Linked DNA regions of Mus musculus: region 1 is linked to region 2. A link is a contact called in public HiChIP or PLAC-seq data. All regions are on one chromosome and are shown on one strand. The core of a region is the stretch at or near the end of the contact, and the rest is flanking DNA. Distances in the headings are between cores, read along the strand shown.

What was found. HiChIP or PLAC-seq counts read pairs in DNA pulled down with a chosen protein or histone mark.
Region 1: a contact with region 2 is called in a FOXA1 HiChIP or PLAC-seq map of pancreatic cancer cells. The contact joins two enhancer-like sites. A contact is called at or near these places in 3 of 39 promoter capture datasets (hematopoietic stem and progenitor cells, liver and pre-B cells) and 1 of 115 datasets of contacts at active chromatin or transcription factors (pancreatic cancer cells).

The regions. Positions count from the first base shown.
Region 1 is chr3:96,133,773-96,136,590 of GRCm38.p6, reverse strand. It overlaps Otud7b (OTU domain containing 7B), which reads right to left. Exons shown (of 12, transcript NM_001025614.1): 2 at 1-117. The coding sequence starts at 51. Among named protein-coding and RNA genes, the nearest start is that of Mtmr11, 27 kb to the left of the region's middle. Within about 2 kb of position 1,355, at least 25 of the 459 cell types and tissues checked have an H3K27ac peak or open chromatin away from gene starts, as enhancers often do. A contact at or near this core is called in pancreatic cancer cells, where this site is marked.
Region 2 is chr3:95,695,315-95,698,014 of GRCm38.p6, reverse strand. No RefSeq gene overlaps it. Among named protein-coding and RNA genes, the nearest start is that of Adamtsl4, 8.7 kb to the right of the region's middle. Within about 2 kb of position 1,379, at least 120 of the 459 cell types and tissues checked have an H3K27ac peak or open chromatin away from gene starts, as enhancers often do. A contact at or near this core is called in pancreatic cancer cells, where this site is marked.

The DNA of each region.
Region 1 (2,818 bases), core at 106-2,605, 440 kb before region 2:
ACCTGTGGAACGAACAAAATCCGACAGGACAGCATCCATGTCCAGGGTCATGGGATCATCAGGTACTCTCAGGCAGCAGGATGTGAGCAGAACATAGATCCAAATCCAGGCTCTGACCTGAAAAGGAGATGCATGCACAAGGCTCACCTAACCAGAACAGCATCATCACAGCCCGATTTCAACAGTCTCTTAACACATGCTAACTGTTCTGGTTCCTTCATTCCAACTGAATTTTCAAACAAAAAATAAATTTTTTCATGAAGAATCACATTTCATTTCCTTGTTAACAATATTTTAATACCTACAGTAACTACAAACTACTCAACAAAGCTTTGCTTCTGCTTTTTTCATTGTTTTGGTTTGATTTTTAAGGAGAAAGGCACTGAGGATGTAGCCCAGGGATTGCATATACTAGGAAGTGCTCTATACCCACCCTAGTGCCATGTCTGCCCCTCCAGTCTAAAGGGAGAAGGCAGCAATCTGCTGCCCTAGAAAGCTCTCTGACCTACAATATTTCCTAAATGGCGCCATGCTCATGTCCCTCCTGAAACATATTGATTATTAAGGGTTTTTGGTTTTGTAGACAATGCTTCGTATGTAGCTCAGGCTAACCTCAAACCTGTAGCAATCATCCTGTCTCAGCCTTGTGAATGCTGATATTACAGGTATGTGCCACCATGCTCTGGCTTTCTTCTGAACGTACTTTAATCACTCTTTGCCTAGCCTTTGATTTTCTTTTTCTTTTTTTTTTTTTTTTAAAGATTTATTTATTTATTATATGTAAGTACACTGTAGCTGTCTTCAGACACACCAGAAGAGGGAGTCAGATCTCGTTACGGATGGTTGTGAGCCACCATGTGGTTGCTGGGATTTGAACTCTGGACCTTCGGAAGAGCAGTCAGGTGCTCTTACCCACTGAGCCATCTCACCAGCCCTAGCCTTTGATTTTCATGTCAAATTTTTGGAAATAGGAAGTTGCATGTCTTCTTTACTGATCTATCCTCAGGATGAACTACTTGACACAGTACAAGGCACACTGGCCCTTAGTAGATACTTATTAAACAAAATAACACTATACAGCAGATGACTTCAAGGCTGACTAATATTCTCATGCTAGTTGAGAAAACAGGAAGAGTAAACTGAATGCTGAAACTTCTCAAAATAACAAACTATTCCACACTCTGAGTGGAGATCCCAGAGGCTCATCCCAACAGTCACTAACTGCAGAACTCAGGAAACACAATCAGAAAGAGTTGTCTCCCAGGACAAACGAGTGCCAGTTTACCTGAGAAAAGATCCCTCTTTCAGACTTGACTTTAGCAGAAACTATGTCCCTGACCTGACAGCCTGGCACCATGTCAACATTCCTCTGAGGTTAATAGTCCCAGCTGAGAAAGCAAAAATAGGGTGGAGATCCACCTCTGACCACACTCATTAGTCTTACGGTGCTCTGTAGAAGGGGCTCGTTCATAAAGTGCCCAGGTATCCAACTGTCTCATTGCACCCACTAATCATCTTTTTGGAAAAGACAAAACCAGAATTGTTGAAAACAACAGATGACTCAGACAATACATTCCTCCGAAAACCTAAAGCCTAAGCATGACCTCCAAGGATTTTTTTCTTCACTCCTCTTCTATCCCTTAATACAACTTTTTTGTAGTATGATCTGATTCCATTTTTCTACATTTTTAGAACTAGTAAGGCAAATAGCAAATTTTTGTGGGTTGTAAAAATTATAAGTCTCTAACCTGATAACTGAATTGTTTTGTTGGTGGTAGTTCTTTGGATTTTTTTTTTTAAAAGAGAAATCACTATTTCTTATAGTGCTCTAATAATACAAGAAACCAATGGGTACAGAGCATGATTTATTCATATCCCTAGTCCAACACTGAGCAAGGTATCTACAATATAATAGGCAGTTATAAATACCTAGTGACTAAATTCATTATAAACAAATGTCTAATTTGCATCTGTTTCACTATCCTAAGCACCAAGCCAGCAATCCAGCCTAAGGTAAACAGCCCCTGCTGTTAATCTCACACTAATCCAGAACTACATGAAGAGCTTCTGGCCAAGCTTTCTATGAAGTGACCCAGCCCCCTTGCAACTTGTGCCTAAGAATTGAGTTTCAAGCTCTTAGTGACAGGGAGATCTCTAAGGTCTGCCCTGGGCAGGACAGCAGACAACATGGACTTCTACAACTTTCCCCCAAGCCTCTGAATAAAGTGTTTCAACAACAACAACAATAAAAAGTATTGAATTTCAAGGCAGGCAAGTATTACACATTTCTAACATCAGCACTCAAGAGGCAGAGGCGAGAGGATTGAGAATTCAAAGCTACAAAGAAAGACCCTGTCCAAAAAAAAAAAAAATTAAATGCTTTCAGAATTCACAGGTGAATGAAAGGCTTTTCATCTAATGCAAATGAGAATTCTCTCCAAAGCCCACTGTATTCACCACTTTGTCACAGGACATGGGCACTATCCAAGTAACAAACATAAATAGTCCAAAATTAAGAGACTAACTCCAAAATGAACTTAAATCTTTACTCTTAAAAAATAAAATAAGGTAAACTTGTGTGGTGGCTCAGGTCTTTAATACTAGAATTCTGAAAGCAGAGGCAGGCAGGTAATTCCCTGTGAGTTCGAGGCCAGCTTGGTCTATGTAATGAGTTCGAGGGCAGATAGAACTATGACACCCTGCCTCAAACAAACAAACAGACAGACAGACAGTCAAGCCACTGTAAGCTACTCTAACAGCTTTCTGAAAGGACGTGGGAAAGACGAAACAGCACACACAGCGCTCCGTGGAACGAAGG
Region 2 (2,700 bases), core at 130-2,629:
AAGCCAGACCTCCATCGTCCACACTGCTCAAAGCATTACCCTCTTAGATCCCACAACAACCTACTAAGTTCTGAACACCCAGTGGCTTTTCTAGCCCAAAGTTCTAAAGTCCTTCCTGAAGTGGAAGAAAAAAAGTGGGCAGAACTATCACAGCCATTTCCCATGAACCTGGTACCAATTTCTGGTTTAGTTTGCTTTCTATTGTGGTTAACACCATGACCATAAGCAGCTTGGGGTAGGAAAAGGTTTATTTGGGTCAGTGGTTACAAGTTCAACATCAGGGGAAGCCAAGGCAGGAACCTGGAGGCAGAAACTAAAACAGAGGTCATGAGGTGTGCTGTCGACTGGCTTGTTTCCCCTGGGATTCTCAGCCTGCTTTCTTATACAACTCCAGGACCACCAGCCCAGAGGTGGCACCATGCACAAGTGAAGACTGGTCCCTCTCACATCAGTCACTAAGCAAGAAATGACCTCACAACTGGCCTACAGGAGAATCCATGGGGGCATTTTCTCAGTTTAGGTTCTAACTTGTGTCAACTTAACAAAAAAACAAAACAAAACAAAACAAACAAACAAACAAATACCTGCCCGGGACATCGATCGGGCAGTGGACTCCTAGACTGGCAAGTCAGTTGTCCTAGGGAAACAAATCAGAGGGGGCTTGTTGGAAAGATTGGTGCGAGTGCATATAAAGCTGGATCAGGTGTCCAGCAAACTTCTCTGCACCCAGCAAGAGAGTTAGAGCTCTGGCTGGAGAGATGGCTCGGTGGTGAAGAGACTGACTGCTCTTCCAGAGGTCCTGAGTTCAATTCCCAGCAACCACATGGTGGCTCACAAACCATCTGTAATGAGATCTGATGCCCTCTTCTGGTGTGTCTGAAGACAGCTACAGTGTACTTACATAAAATAAATAAGTAGGTAGATAGATAGATAGATATTTAAAAAAAAATAATTGGATACACATTGAGAGCTACCCAGTGGCTTCTGGGATTTGGGGTGAGTAGTTGGTCCCAAGGAGATGACAGTCTTCTTTAGTGACTATGGTATGTCCCCACACACATCTCTAAGGAGGTGTCAGGGCCCTAGCTGGGGGTGCTTGGTCTGTTTGGGATGGTAAAACTGGAAAGGGGACAGAGTCCCGAAGGACAAGCTTGGTGATGAGCTATGGAGCTGAGGGGTAAGTAAGCAAATAAGATCTAGCCAGCACCGGGGCAGACATGGTCCCTTTTTGCTCTATTCTTTGTCCACTGGCATGGTTTGGGGCCGGTGGTCAGAGGCCAAACAAGTTTCCTCCTGCCTCAGCGTGTTTCCTCACAGCAGGCTGGGACTCTCCTATTTCTGACTTCAGGCCCTTGGTATGTTTGAAATTCTTGCCTCTCCTGTGGCTGCCCAGCCCACCTCTGACCACAGCAGAGCTTGCGCCCTTCTCCCTGCCCTTCTGTGTCTGCTGCTCTTAAGTCTTCAGGGCCATTTGTCAAGATTAATTTGACACTGAGCTGGCTCTCTCTGGAGATACAGGGAAGTGCCTAGGCGTCACAGCAAGACTCATGTGGGAAAGATTCCCATGATAAGGCTGACCTGTGGCCAGAGGCCGAGGCCGACCCACCACAGCCCAGGAAGAAAAGATGCCTTGTTAGAGGCTCCGGGGAATGGAGATAATTTGTTCTGCTTGATCTTTCACCCCCTTCCCATCTCCTTGCATTTCTCCCTACTTCTTAAAGAGGCACCCCCTCCAATGACTGACAGAGCCCTTGTCACCTCCAGAGCTGAACTCTGTGCGTGGAACATTCTTGGTTTAATTTCTTCAATGAGTTGACAGATCCAGTTATCACACAAATCATCCTATTCTCCTAAGAGACACTTTGAGGAGGAAGGTGAGGTTATATAATCTTACTTACTCCAGACGAAAGGCAATATTTCCCACCCTTATCCCAGCATCTGCCATTGATCTGGGAATTGGTCACAGTTCAGCTGTGGCTGCAGTTCACTGCAGTTCCAGGCTGAGGAACGAAACAATAGGTTCCTCTGTATTCTCAACACGCTTTGAGGCCACAGCCTGATTCCCCACCTCTGGGCAGGGCCCACCCATCCTCCCATGATCTCCTGTCTCTCTCAGAGCATCTGTCCTCAAAACCCATTCAAACTCCTCAGCCCAGAGTGACCTCAGGTTCTGCCCAGGAAACCTGCTAAGTTTAGAAGCCCTGGTCTCCAGTTGGTTGAGGTCCTAGCTCAATGCCCCTAATCCTGGCACTCAGGAGACAGAGGAAGGAGGAGTTTAAAGTCAGACTGGGCTCTATAGTGATGCCCTGTCTCAAAAAAAAACCAACAAGAATAGAAGGCAGGTTTCACCCAGGCAGCCACACACAATCCTAGTATCCCGAGTACAGAAGCTTGGGTGTTACTGCTCATCACGGTCACCCAGCCCGAGCGTATATGAACATGCTGTCAGCAGTAAAGGCACCCACAGCTGAGCACCACAGGTGTCAAGACGGGGAACTTTAAGTGGCACATCAGCTAGAAATAGTCTTGCTCTTATAGCATCATTAACAATAACATTGTGCTATTTTTGTAGGTGACTACAGCTTTCACACACATGCTTTCTCTTTTAGTTTTTATGACAACCTATGAATAGATACACTGGATTCTGTTAATAGTCCAGACTTCATAGAGGAGAAAGCCGAAGTGTAAAGTGCTGAAGAG